Regions from separate parts of the Rattus norvegicus genome. Here region 1 is linked to region 2. Evidence: chromatin contacts called from public HiChIP or PLAC-seq data. All regions are on one chromosome and are shown on one strand. Each heading gives the region's core, a stretch centred on a gene start, on an enhancer-like site or on the middle of the called end of the contact. The rest is flanking DNA. Distances are from core to core; before and after follow the strand shown.

Region 1 (7,672 bases), core at 1,147-3,646, 250 kb after region 2:
CTGAAATACTCATTATTTTCCCTTTCCCAAAAAGACTCAGGAGAAGGTATGAGGATATGATGTGGCTGCGGTGTATAGAGAACCACTAGGGGATACTTTTTCCAGAGGTTCTTAACCTGTCATTAGATTTGGATCTAATGACCACTTCATAGGCATCATCTAAGAGCATTGGAAAACACAGATATTTATATCACAATTCATAACAGTAGCAAAATTAGAACTATGAAGTAGCAAAAAGAATAATTTTATGGCTGGAGGTCACCACAACATGAGGAACTGTATTAAATATCGCAGCATTAGGAAGGTGAGAACCACTGCTTTATTTGGAGCATTATTCTAACATTTCATTCACAGAACTGAGAAATATTCTTACACATATATTATACATACACACATGTACTAATAACTATTTATGTATAAGTAGATGTCTCCATATTATTATAGTTTTAATAAGCAATATCATGAAATTATATTTGCATTTTGAATTCTATTCTAGCCCCTGAATTTATTCTTATCTTGCTCCATCCCATACTTGGAACTCTTTTTGTAAAATAGTGAAAGGTCTAAAAATCATTACATCAACCAGTATGTATGAATATCTATATTCTTATACACATACATACACATACACATATATAATATATATTTTATATATAATATATATCGTATATATCTTTTTGGAAAAGGGAAAATAATGAGTATTTCAGTAAGTGAGGAAGTGCCTAAAGAATTTTAGGAGCACAGCAACAGTGTTTTTATGTGTATGTGTGAATGTATATTAAAAATTAAATATATATATATATATGCACATGTTTTGTGTATCTCTTCTATGTTATGAGCATATATCCTCATCCTTGGGTTGCTCCTAAATTCAGCAGTCTTTATTCATGGGCCCTATGTCTCACCATCAGTTTGATGAGCAGTTGCCTTACAGGGCTGCTTATAGCCCAGTTCCTTTTCTCCATGGGTCCTACCTAACATTCTAATCTACGTAAAAAAGGAAGGAGAATAAGAAGTAAAAAGTGCTTTTTGTTTTTCTAGCTTCCCTTGTAGGTCCTATTTCCTATTAATTACAAACTGCTATGCCAACCCACCCCCTTCACGTCACTGGGTGCCAACTGCAACTGCAGAGTAAACACAGCTTCTCTCCGAGAGAAATCAGCTCAACCCTTGACCGTCACAGTCATTGAGTTACCTTAGTTCTCACCTGCCTGGTGGCAAAAGTTAAAATTCATGCTGGTGCATATTTATTAAAATTAAAGAAAATTCACATAAAGAAAATGGATTGGTGGTCAATTGAACCACAAATGACAACTACAGATCCCTAGTCAAACTTCGATGGTAAGCTACCGTAAAGGCCTGCCGTTAATGGCTCTGTTCTGGGTTTGGGGTGTGGCAACATGAGAGGTCAGCAGAGGATTGGCTTCTGTCTTGGCTTTTGACACACAAGGGCTTTGCTCCAGGCCCTCTAGTGTTGCACTCTGCCAAAGGTAAGTAAAGAGTGTGTTAAGTAAAGTATAATAATGGAGCAAGGAAACACAATTTAAAAAACGCTAAGTAGAGGCTTTGAAAACTGAATCTTTAAGGTGTCTCCATGCTCATTGGCGCATAAGGGAGGAGACAGTGAGGCCTAGCTCATGCCCCAGCTGCCTGTGGTTTGGATTTCTCCATAAGGCCTCCTGTAGAAGTGCCCTCATGAGGGTTAATATTTCCCTACTAAGGCTGGAAATGAACCAGATTATTCTTACTCAGACACAAGATCCTAGGGAGGGTTGAGTTGGTTCCAGCCTGGACAGCTTCATCTTTTCCAGTAAAACTACCAGCAAAGCCATTATGTCTTAGAGACTGAATGCTTTGTGTCACCTGTGTATCTTTAAAGAGCCTACAAGAAGTTCTGTCACAGCATATTTCCTCGAAAGGAAAAAGCCAGCAGAGTTTGATATGGTTAAGCACAGCAGGGCAAATCTTGCTTCCTAAGTCTTTTCCTTCCCAGGGTTCTGTGCAATCCCTTCTCTCTCAGTCACAGTGGAAGAGAAAGGGGAAGCTCCCCTCTCCACTCTACTCACAGGTCTTTTGTCCTATCTTCCAGGCGAAATGCATGTGACTAATAGTGCTCCAGCATCCTTGAGGGCACAGCCTGCATGCTGCACCGGGCAGTTTGAGGTTAGATTTCAATTTTTCAGCTTCTCTCCTCTTCCCCAACCCGTTATTCGCTGTGAGTTTGGGCCTACTATTGACTGCACACCAGAAGCACAGCCTGACGAAGCTGTGAATTGCTATGAGCCTCCAGTGAGCCTTCCATGAACCTCTCGAAAAGGGCTCGCCATTGAGTTAGAACTGCCTCACTCAATGTCTTTTCATACAAACACACTGCTTCTCAGCAGCTCAGAGTAGCACATGACCACTAAGACCAACCTGAGTATCACATTCTGATCCTGCTCGCTAGCCAATTAGCAAATACAGGGAAAGTAATGCCTTACATTTACCATTCTAAAAAATCCAAAGTATGTCTGCCAATCAGTTACCGAGCTAGACCACCCATGGATAATTTTTTTTATTCTTCCACGTTAGAATAACATGGGAGGAAATTTTGTGTGTGCCGTCCTTTTCCTGCATTTTCCAGCTAGATTAAGCTGTTGTCTATGCAATTGCCTCCCAGCTGCCATGACTTATGAAAATAACAGACCCCGCTCTGTTGTCTGGAGAAAGCGGGATTGTTATGAGTAACTTTATTGCAGGCACATGAGTGTGTTAAGACTTTAAAACACGCTCAAATGTCATGTGCACACCCAATGACGGGCAAGAATAATGATGAAAAACAAGAGATCTATGTCTATGAAACCGCGTTGGACAAAATGGGCCATTCATTGTGTTCCCCTGGGAATGCCTGGACTCTGCAGTCAGAAAACAAAAAAGGCACTTTTTCCTGCCGTAGGCTGAATGCTTAGCTTTGCCATCTGAGCCGTAAGAAAACACGGGCCCCTCTGCTGCCGCTGCACCCACACACGCTAAAAAATATTAATGCCTCTCTTTCCTGACTTTTCCCTTTCCAGGCAATCCCCCTCTGTGTAGGCTGTAGCCAATATAATGTCAACACAAAGACAAAATAGTTTATCTTACAGAGGTCCCTAACAATTTCCCTCTTGTCCTCAGCTAATTGCCCTTCCCCCAACATTCAAAAGGAAAAGCAAATAAAAAGATAACCTTTACTCCAGTGGTGAGCTTAGGACTGGCACAAATTTTATACACAGCAATGTCCCTTGTGTTCTCTTGCCTGTGGCCTGTGTGAACACTCCACCACGTAAGCAAGCGGGATCTTTGCCTCTGCATCTCTGCCCCTCCCATAGGGAAGCTTCTGGGGGATTTCTGTTAAGTTTGCCAGCTTCTCAAGAGTACCCTCTTCTCCTCTCCACATCAACTGCAAGGCATCCTTCCTCCCAGTGAGTTTACATATATTATAAGATAGAAAGACAAATGAACCTGCAGATCATTTTAGGCCCAACACATCTTAATGTGCTTATTTTGCTGGAAGTTTAAAGCTTTTGTGCTTTATTGCAATTTTCAAGCATAGTCATTTTATATAAATAGACAAGGTACGTTATTCAGTGATTTTTCCTAGATGGATACACTTGCCCGTTGATGGTCCACTGTCGATGCTACAGTAATTTCCTTGGCAGCTGAATCAGCAGAAAGAATAAACAAATTTCCAAAAGAGTAAGCTTCTACCCAGGATCTTCAATCTTGAACCTTTCTAGTTTACTCCAGGAAAGAAATGGAGGAGTCTTTGCTCCACTGCAAGGTGTGCAGGAAGGGTGTTAGAGAGCAGCTGGAAGGCCATCAATCCCCCCTTCATCTTCCTTTCCAGAGCACAGCTCCTTGTTCTTGTATTCCCACCCAGCAACCACTGACAGTGCCTGTCAATAAACTGGGGGCCAACTGCAGGCTTCTTTGGCTGTTTCTAAGAGTTGAGCACAGCACACATATGCCAATCTTGTGACTAGAGGAGGTATTTGAAAACTCTTCAAGTTTCAACATGTGCCTTGTTTTCACATAGTGAGCAAATGGCTTGGAAATGCAACAGTTGAGGGAATGAGATATAAATTTTGTCTGACAATAAAATGTGGTAATCTTTTATTTAGCTAACCGGTGTTAAGATAGCAGGCGAGTCAAAAGACAGTTGATTGTGGGTGTGTGCATACACACCAGAGGACACAGGGTATATTTAGCCAGCCTACTGGTTGTTTTGACTGTGCTCTGAAAGCAGTTGATTTCATGGACTAAGCAGTTAAGTTTGAATCTATGACTGAATTAAGGGAGTCAGAAAGCACTTCAGAAACCATCTAGTCGCTTAGCATTGGGTCAGTTCACTTACTACTTAATTTAAGTCTGCTGGACCTAGAGACACTCATAGAAAAATCATTCAAACCAGAGTTAAAGCCAGAGCATCGGAGAAGTTGGTGGCATCAAATAAACCTGATGAGAGACATGTGTATCTCTGAATCGGAAGAGCTATGTGGTCATCAGCCTCCCTGCAGAAGGAGGAGATACCTCTCCAGGGGGAGGAAGCATACCAGGCCAAAGTCCAGACCTAGAACTCAGCTTCAATATTTCTCAGAAAAGGCCTGGGGCTAGGAGTGCCTGTAACCCTCTGCAGAGGGACCCAGCCACCAGAGCACCGAGAAAAGAAAGCCCTCACTGAGGCCCTCACTGAGGTCCAGGCATGACCATGAACAGCACTTCTGGAGCCACTCATGAAGTATGAGGTTCATCTCAGGGAGTTTGCTAGCTCACAGGCCCCAAACCTGGACCAAAGCCTCGCACTGATCTGATGTTCAAGTCCTAGTGACAAGGAACCCACAATTAGTCCTGTCTCCCCAGCTGAAGGATAACCACTCACAACCTTGCTGAGCCATCGGAGCAGCTCCGAATTTGTTTTAACAATTCAACAACATCACATTCCTCATTCATCCACTTAGCTTAATTTTCATAGCATCACTTGCAATGCTGAGGTTGTCTCTATTAAGCCGTTTTTCTTGCATCATTAACTTTTAACCAGGCATCGATAGCTTTATTGTTTAAATTGCGTATGACTTTATTTAACGTCAGCATTTCTTCTAGCTCTTGACAAGAAGTCACATTTTATAACTAATTAAATTGATCCCTGGGAAGCAAAAGCCACTAAACGGAATTATTCGAACCCAAGTGTCAATATATTAAATCAAAGGGCTAATGAGTTGGGTCACTGCATCTTTTATTGGGAGGCTACAGCAGAACAGGACTCATAATATCCTCTATTTTCTGCCTTAACAATCAATTTTATTTAAACCAAAGGCAGCTAATTAATACTTTTGGATCTTATAGTAAATAGTGCCTCTTTCATAACACACAACTGGGCGTGGGACTCTTCCTCTGATGGTACGAGCAAGGTGTTCTTTGCATCTTTTACAGAAACGAGCAAGGTGATACATAGGGGATTCTGCATGCAGCTGCTTTTGAGAAGTTCTGGGTTTCAGTGACTAGCATTCTGGGTATAAATCACAATGAAAAGTTTCCTTTTGGAGCTGACAATAGGGGCTAATGAGCGTGATTAAGGAATAGCTAAGTGTGTCACACCAGCGTTTCTTCTCACTCCTGCAACCACTGAGTAACTGCCTATAACTTCATCACCTCTGTCTGGACGTCCCATTTCAATCTATCGCCTTGTAACTCACTCTGTCCAGTCTTCCCGAACTAACTTTGTGTCTTCTGACAATAACCTCGTCACCTTTGCTTCCTAGCAAAGATTGCATAGGTAGAAGCATCCCCTGGTGTTCTCTTGCATGTGGCAACTGTACATTCTACCACATACACATCGAGCTTGTCTACCTCTGCATCTCTGTCCCTCCCTCTGGAAGCTAACTCCTGGAGTAGATTTGTTCAGTTTGCCTTAGTACCTCTCCTCTCCACATTATCTACCCAGCGTCCTTTCCTGCCAGCATGGCCACACACACATTACAGGATGGAATGATAAATCATTTAAGCCCGAACACATCTTAATCTGCTTATTTTGTTGAAATCTCCTAGGGTATTCAGATATAACATTCCCATTTAAAATTTTACATTTTTATATCTTCTTTGGGAGAATATCACCAATTTTATCATTTTTTTTATATTTGGAGAAGAAAGGAAAAAATAAGATAAAATCAGATATAGAATCTCTCACCATCTTCAAAATTATAAACAAAACAACCTTTAAATCACATCTATTATACAAGGACTTAGTTTGCCAAGTCAAAAAAAATTAGTCCCATACAATCAGGCCTCGTGACTGTTAACCTTACAATGAGGAGACCACCTCTAGGCAAAAAGGTACTGAGGCCAAAATGAAAAAGTCAAGAGTGTAATGAACACATACACAGCCAACTGCAGTGGCTAGATACAGTTCAGGTGACACCTTTAATGTAGGTCAAAGAATTTCATTGTATGTATCTGGCAAAGAGCCAGCATCACCAAGGTTTAAAGGTGGCCTCAAGATCCTCTGGGTTAAATGAATACTATTTATCACATAATAAGTTGTCAAAAGTCAACTCCATCTCTACTATTCAACTCTGCTGACTTACCACCCAGATCACTTGCAGTGTGGAGGGACACCACAAAAGTTTTTGACAAAAACATATCCTTTCACCTACAAATAGTTTGCTTTTACAAATCGTACATTACAGTTGCCTTCTTTGTAGACAATGGTTCTATTTTTTAAGCGACTGTAGATAGCCACTTTTCTCCATCTACAGATGTGTATGACTTAGAAGTCTGGCATGTGCCGTAGCTGTTTGCCACAAATGCTTTCCGCTGTTTCCAGGGGTCCCAAGTCACAGCATATTTGACCCCACCCACAGATAGTTCTGTTCTTTATCTGGAGAAGTGATTGCTGACATCACACACAAATGGGATCCCAGTACAGGCCAGTGGAGTATGATGCTGGCCTGACAGTAAGTTACAAAAACAAAACAAAATACTAATTACTGCTGTCTGTGGAACAGATGTATTGAAAGTCAGAAAACACTTTGCCATTAGTAGAGATGACTGACAAAGGAGAACACACTGAGATATTCTTGATAAACACTTCATTCTGGTTTAAGAATTATATTTTCCCCACTTCCTAGTTTCATGTTAATTTACACATGGATACATATGCACACACACACACACACACACACACACACATATATATGTATATATATATATATATATATATATATATATACCTAAAAGGATACCAAGATTGGCAGACAGTGATTTTAAGAGAGGAAAATTAATATTCTTAGAAAAGGGAAGGTTTTGGGAACTGATAGCTTCATCTAATTTGTTTGGTTGTCTATTCCCCTACAATGCAGTTCTGCATAAAGACCCTACAGAACAAACAGCCTCCAATAGGACCAGCTATTCAAATAAATTAAATCTTTTATCCAGTTATTTCACTCCTCCTGCCCCCCAGCAAACAGAGTAACAGTAAGGATTCATTGCACCAAGCACTAGGCAACTAAATAAACCCAGAACAGACACCCACTGAACCCATCAGAACTCCATCTGTGTCTCAAGGACTCTTTGGCTGCTGTAACCACTGGTCTCTGGTCTCCTTGAACACAATACACTTAAATCTTCCAGTTGCTACCTCTCCAATGCCAGAAAAACT
Region 2 (6,857 bases), core at 2,128-4,627:
GTTTTTCTTATTTTACATAGTGTTGGCTCCTAAACAGGGTAATTAGTTATCACCAAGTATCCATGTTCCCTCTTTGCTCCCCAGCCTCTCTTGCAAACAATTATGAGTTAAAGAGACATGCCTGTGTTACCTCAAAATAAAAGTATTTAAAATCCTATGTATCTCTCTCAATCTCTCCCATTTCTGCAGGCTAAATGAAGACGTTGCATTCCAAAATGGAGCTAAAAGATTCTGGAGTATCTGTCAGCTTGGGCCTCAGAGTGACTTCATGAAATCAAGTCCCCATGATGACTGGTGGTGATATAAAATAAACAAAAAATACACATTGAAGTCATTGAACAGCTGACGGTCTGAGATCAATTCATTACTGCAGCAAATGATGGCTAATATAGCTACAGCAGTAGAAAAACGTTCTGAAATCAATCGATTCAGCAGATCAATAGGTTGAAAAAACAGTAGAGGGTCAAGAGGCTAATGGCAATCTTCAAAACTGTCAGTACGTGGCAGGTCTTACAACTGGTCTGTGGGCACCAATCTGTCACTTCCTAGCATGAAGAGATAAGACAGGAACTACTGCGTGTTGAATATATTTATGCTAGCCACTTTCTATAATCCCTGCATTTAGCCTACCTAGTATTCTCTAGTTGGTCCTATTATTAGCTCATGTATACAAAAATAAGTTTTGTTAGTCACATATTACTGGCTATATTGTAGAGCTATGGTTTTCAAGTGAGAGAATTTCCATTCACAGCTCTAACTCTGGAAAAAGAGGCTTCCGATGATTGAGGTGGGGCTTGAATGGCTCAGGCCTTTACTGTTGCTGCCTGGAGTCTTTAGAGATCTCTAAATACACTTTGATGATTTTAAAGCTCTTCTGGCCCATTCATTCCCTCTTTATTCTCACGTCACCTTCTCCATTTCTGTTATCATTTCACCTGTATCCCTATATCAGGCATTCCCACTCCTACCCACCCAGTCCTAGAGATTAAACTTAAGATTCCATGCATACAAGGCAAGTGCTGGGCCACTACTACTCTATCCAAAGCCACAGGTTAACATCTTATTTTGAGACAGGGTCCCACTAAGTTTGCCAGGCTGGCCTTGAACCTCAGTCTTTAGTCCATGCAGCCCTTGGACTTGTGACCTTGTCACTTCAGCATCTTGAAGAGCTGAGATCACAGGCCTGGTTCATAGCAGGATTTCTTAAGCCATAAGTAACATTACTCAAAATAATCTAATGCCCTTTCAACTCATAATCTGAAAGATCCAAGGCTGGGGATGTGGTCGCAACTTAGTAGGGGCAGCCTTCCCCTTAGGGTGGCTTTTCTCAGAGCCTGACCCCTCTCAAGGTTTAAGAATGGTGCTGAACCTAAATCTGGGTCTTCTGTTCACATCCAGCAGGGTTGGAAGCATTAATATGAAGATCTTTACTTCATCTGGGGCCCCAAGAGCATGGCCTGGGTCTCTTTGGCTTGAGCCTGCATGACCAAAACCAAACTTCTATAGCAGGGAAGAGACTCAGATGTATTTCGACAATTAGAGCTCATGGGCAGAGCTGCTTTAGGTTCAGTCCTACCTGACTTGCAGAGTGAGAAAGGTGGGTGGAGCAGGGGTCCAGTCACAAGGCTAACCATCCTGCATGGTTCATTCATCACTTGCAATGCCTTATATTTTCAGGGGAGGGGTGGTGGTAGATTCAAGTTCAAATGAATTCCCACTCTCCACCACTCACTCTTTGGATCTATTTTGCTTACATTAAAAGAATGAAAATATGTGTTTGCATCAAAAAGTGAAAGCAATAGAACAAGACCAAAACCAAACAAAAGCAAACTAGTTCAGAAGCGGCCCTTAACCACCCACAGGGAGCACCCTTCAGCATCCCTGCTGCTGTCTGGTTCTGTTCTGGGCTTACCATTTGAGATTTCTTTCACATTGTGCACATGTCTGACCTGAGCTACCATTTCTACTAGTTGCTGGAAATACTCAAAAGTAGCTGAACTACCTCGTGCCTGAACCAGGCTGGGTAAGGACTCTGCCATGGGTGCCTCAGACTTTCCCAAAGACTCACGGAGATAATATACTTTGCGGATATCTTCTAATTCTAGAACCCTTTAAAAAGGTTTCTGTACATCTCTCTTAATATTTTTATTTTCAAAAATTATATGTCAGACTATAAAGATGGTGTACCCAGTCAAATGGTTGCTTCATAAGCATGGAGAAGTGAGTTTGATTCCCCTGAACACCTATGTAAAAGTCTTACAATCCAGTTTCTGGAGAGGTGCAGGCAGGAGGATGGATGCCTGTGGCTCACAGGTTGGCCAGCCAAATCAGAGAGTTTCAGGATAGTGAGGGATCCTGTCTTAAAAACTAGGTAGATGACACCTAAGGAATGATACCCCAGGCTGACCTCTGGCTGCAATAGGCATACACACAGATGGCACATGTGCCTCACACATGTGTACAAGTACACACATGCATGTGCAAAGGAAGAACAAGTCATTTTCCAGTACATAATTTTTGACACTGACAGAGTTCCAAAAAATAATTTTTCATTTTCACACATATCTATCAGTTTATTCATTCTTCATTCAATTTCCTGCTTTTAACAGGTTTTCCATGGAGACCAAAATTATATCCATCCCTACACTAGATATTTTCTTTAAAGCATAGTCTCAGGCTGGCCTCAAACTCAAGACCCAAATAACTCAGTTATTAGGGCTGGAACTTAAGGTATGTGTCACAACGTTCAGTTCTAGACATGTCTTTTATTGTGTCAATTTCTGCACAGCTCCTGATCCTGGACCAACTTTATTTGCTAAGAGGAGTAGCTGCAAGTTATTGTTAATGAAGGGTGACTGCAATAAGACTGACAATGTCAGACTCACTTCTCCATTGGCTAAAAGTCCCCCATGAGGATGACAGGAAGGATACTTTCCACAGTTACACCCTCAGACTTAGGATCTGGTTAGAGCCAATGAATACAGAGATAACCTGAATTAAGCACTTCACAGTCCAGGAAAAAAAAAGGCCATAAGGGAAGTGGGTCTACAGGGACATTTTTGTTGAAAATATAAGTAGCTTTTGGGTCAGGTTCTCACCTCTCCTTACACTGAATCTCTCTGGCCTTATGGTCGTCTGCTGTTTGTCATAGATCTGAGTGACGCTTCCCCAGAAGGCTTCCATACCACTTTGACTCATATCTTTGCAGTGGTCTCTAAAGAGAGTTCAGCTATGGCTATGTACGTAGACAGGAAACATTTAGGACATGGAGGTGTCTTACAAGATTTATGAAACTTTTGAGACTGAGAGCACACGTACACAACATACGCCCAGCTCTCACACCCACCCCTGGTCTCACATTCTGTGCATGCTCCAAACCCACTCACAACTTCTGCTGCTTCCACCAGGCCATTCGGATACACTCACTTGTGCAAACAGATAGCCTTGCTCTGTCCCCCACCAGCCTTCCTGAGAATTGTTCTGTGAAAACGCTATCATTGTGCCCACGGCTGGCCCCGGGCTAAAATGGGAAGTGGGAGAAGCTTGCATTTGGCTCTCCCCAACCTCTCTCAGACTCTCCCTCCTGCAGCTGCCAGCTGCACCCCTGACCTAGCTTTTCCCATCTCACTGTGCCTCCATTAGAAACCACCCTGTCTGGCTGCCACTCCTCCCGGCCTTGCTCTGGGCTTGAAAGATGCCAGTGGGTTTTCCTTAATAGGACTTTTCTAAGAGACGGAGACTTAACCCTCAAATGCTGTCAAGTTGGAATGATGTCTTGGGCCAGAAAGAACCCTACCCATTTAAGGAAACTAAGAGACACACCCAGGCAGTCCTAAGCCACCATGCCAGCCATCACTTTGAGCACTAGACCCTGAGCTGGTGCCCCTTGCTCCTTTTGTGGCCTTTTGTGCTTCTGGCTCCAAGATCCCCTGCCTCCCATTTCCCAAGCAAAGCTCTGCCTCTCCCTTTGGCCTTAGTCCACAATGATACAGTCCTTAGCATGGCTACCTCTCCTGTTCCTCGCATTCCTCCAACCCTGCCTACCCTGAGGCAAACCATACCTTACAATACGCCTTGGCAGTCTCCCCCCATGTCAAGCTCTGACTTCCTGTAGGATCTGGGCAAAAATGGCCCAAAGGCAAGAGTCCCAGATCTTAATAGAGAACAAGTAAGCACTTAATCAACACTCATAGCTCATACCCTAAAGACACCTCATTTCTCTGCTTTGGGCCTCCCCTGGTGAACCAGCAATAGTAGTATCACTATTGAATGTTCGTGCAATGTCACTTGTGAGCACTTATAGACATGAACCTGCTCACCACAGAATATGTGTTCTGAATCTTGTCCAGTAACAGGAGTTATATTCCTGGCAGCAATGTTCTGGGAGCTCTGGGCCAGGTCCTGCAAATGAACCGTGGCATGGGCTGCTTGGCCAGATGGGGGCAGCAGAGAGCTATCTGAGGGTCAAACTGGGACCCATGGGGCCACCTGGGGGTCCAAAGTAGACAGCCAGGACCCAAGGCCTGAGATCAAGCAGGGCAAGCTAGACAAGAAATAGAGCTAGGAAGAACCGCTTCTGAAGTGCCTCCCGGTATTGTACTGCTCCTCCCTTTACCTCCACAGATTGCCCATCACCATTTGCTAAGGCTGATCTTTCTAAGCAGTTCACCCCCCAACTGTCAGATTTGAATAGGTCAACTGTAAGCCAAGAAGAGTTGAACGCCCGTAGGTAAAAGTCCATGGATTTCAAGAACCAACCATGGACCAAGCATGGGCCTTCTCCTCATCCAATAGCTGAACCATCCTTCACAAGCGTGCCTCCACTCCTCTGTTGACTGCTAAGAATGCTGTCTAGTCTAATTCCACCATGCCTATCAGAATCCTGTCTGCTTTCCACGTTTAACTCAAATGCTCTCTTTGTTAGGACGTCTGCCTTGATTTGGCCAGTGCCTAACTAGAAACATCTATCTTTGGCTATCTCTCAGCTCTCCACATCAGATTTTCCAGTGGTATCTGTGGCTGTCAGCAACCAGAGTGACAAATGGCAGCCTTGCTTTCCCTGGGATGCAGGAAGTTCTGCCACAATCTGCCTCCTCTAAGGTGGGAGTCATGGTGGCTTCCTCATCTCCTGCTGAAGATTGCAGGAAGAGAATAAAGGGAGAGTGCCTGGAGCCAGCCTGGTAGTGGCAAGCACATGGGGACTGCCTTGTCACTACACTATCTTAATGTCACCATTATAGAGGGACTTTGCTCCCCAGTGACCAACAATGTAGGGTCTTAAGTATTTAACTTGTCCTCAAGACAAGCCCTGGATTGTAAAACAACAGTAACAACAATAATTGAGGCCAGCAAGATAGCTCAACAAGTGAAGGTGCTTGCCTCCAAGCCTGAAGACCTGAGTCCAAGCCTGAGGCCCCACACGATAGAGGAAGAGACGTGACTCCCACAAGCTGTCCTTTGACTTCATCAGCACTATGGCATACGTGTGTGCATGCGCGCACACAGAGAATGAGTAAAATGTAATAAAAATTTTAAAGCAACAGTAACCACTTGTCTGGGGGCAGGTCTAGTAATTTCAAGCCAGAGAGTCACTGGAGAAGCTAGACACACACACACACACACACACACACACACACACACACACACACACACACACTCACCACTAAGGCAGCAGGAGAGGAGGTAAAAGGACAAACTATGACAGTGACGACGAGAGAAGAAAACTTTTTTTGTTGTTATTTAGAAAGATAGTGATGTTTTCAATAAAAATTTCAACCCGGAAATTAAAATTTAAACAACATAAGTGCCTGGGAGAACCAAGCAGCAGCAAGCAGTCCCTTAATGGCAAGATGCATAGCCTTTATTTTTTAATGTAGAGAAGGAAAGGATTTGTCATTAAAGTTTAAAAATAATCAGAATCTCAGAATCAAAATCCCTTTTGTTCCAGCGGGCTGGCAGCACTGAGGGGTGATTGTGTGTGCTGAGTGGGTGTCCAGGAAACAGTAGTCATTTGTGTGTGTGACAGGAGTCTCGTCCAAATCTAAATTTAAGTAAGTGTTGGCCTTCTTGGATTGTATAATTTTTGGATAAATTAGCTCAAACTAAGCGTTGGAGTTGCTTGTGTGAGCTCTCTTCCCTCTGTCTCCTCATCTATTCTCTCCCCTGCATTTAATAATTATAACACTTGAGCCAAAAATTTGCTGGCCAGCTGCAGTGGCCTAACCGTCTGGTTCACTCATTATTTCTAGAACTTGATACAATCACGGCCTTTGAGCAAATTAGAGTAATATTTAGTGCATTGGTATTCTGTCCCCACCCTTCCCCCAGTTCACCAATGTGAGACCCAGACAGACAGCTTGTGCGTATCATACTAGAGAATTCCGTCTTCTCAGCTCCTACAAGCCATAGTACCCATTGATGTGTCTGCCCTGCTCCCTACCACAGTGTGGGAAGGAAAGACAGCCTGGGAAAAGCCTAGTGTGAAGGAGTCAGAAAGCTTAGCTCTGCTTCTAAACCAGCTATGTGGCCTTGGCTCACTGGACTAACTTCTCTGAGTTTCTTTCTTTTTCCTTTCTTTCTCTCTCTCTTTCTTTCCCTTTCTTTCTCTCTTTCTTTCTTTCTTTCTTTCTTTCTTTCAAATCTTAAACGCTTGGCAACACTGGTCATGACAGAAGGGCTGAAGGCAAATTTTTGGTCTTCAAAAAAAAGTTTAAACTTGTTTCTACAGACTTTTGTTTGTGGTGTGACGTGTGCAGGCTGGCAGCTGGGCATGCTACAGCGTGCGTGTACAAGGTAGAGGACAACTTTCAGGAATTGTGTTTTGGCTTTTTTTTCCTTCTACCATGTGGATCCTGGGG

Evidence for each region. HiChIP or PLAC-seq counts read pairs in DNA pulled down with a chosen protein or histone mark.
Region 1: a contact with region 2 is called in an H3K27ac HiChIP or PLAC-seq map of oligodendrocytes, with 3 times the contacts expected there. The contact joins two enhancer-like sites. A contact is called at or near these places in 1 of 12 Hi-C or Micro-C datasets (Schwann cells) and 1 of 1 datasets of contacts at active chromatin or transcription factors (oligodendrocytes).

The regions. Positions count from the first base shown.
Region 1 is chr1:179,300,470-179,308,141 of GRCr8, forward strand. All of the region lies in intron 7 of Sox6 (SRY-box transcription factor 6), which reads right to left. Among named protein-coding and RNA genes, the nearest start is that of Trnav-aac35, 86 kb to the right of the region's middle. Within about 2 kb of position 2,397, at least 16 of the 93 cell types and tissues checked have an H3K27ac peak or open chromatin away from gene starts, as enhancers often do.
Region 2 is chr1:179,044,669-179,051,525 of GRCr8, forward strand. No RefSeq gene overlaps it. Among named protein-coding and RNA genes, the nearest start is that of Trnav-aac35, 340 kb to the right of the region's middle. Within about 2 kb of position 3,378, at least 4 of the 93 cell types and tissues checked have an H3K27ac peak or open chromatin away from gene starts, as enhancers often do.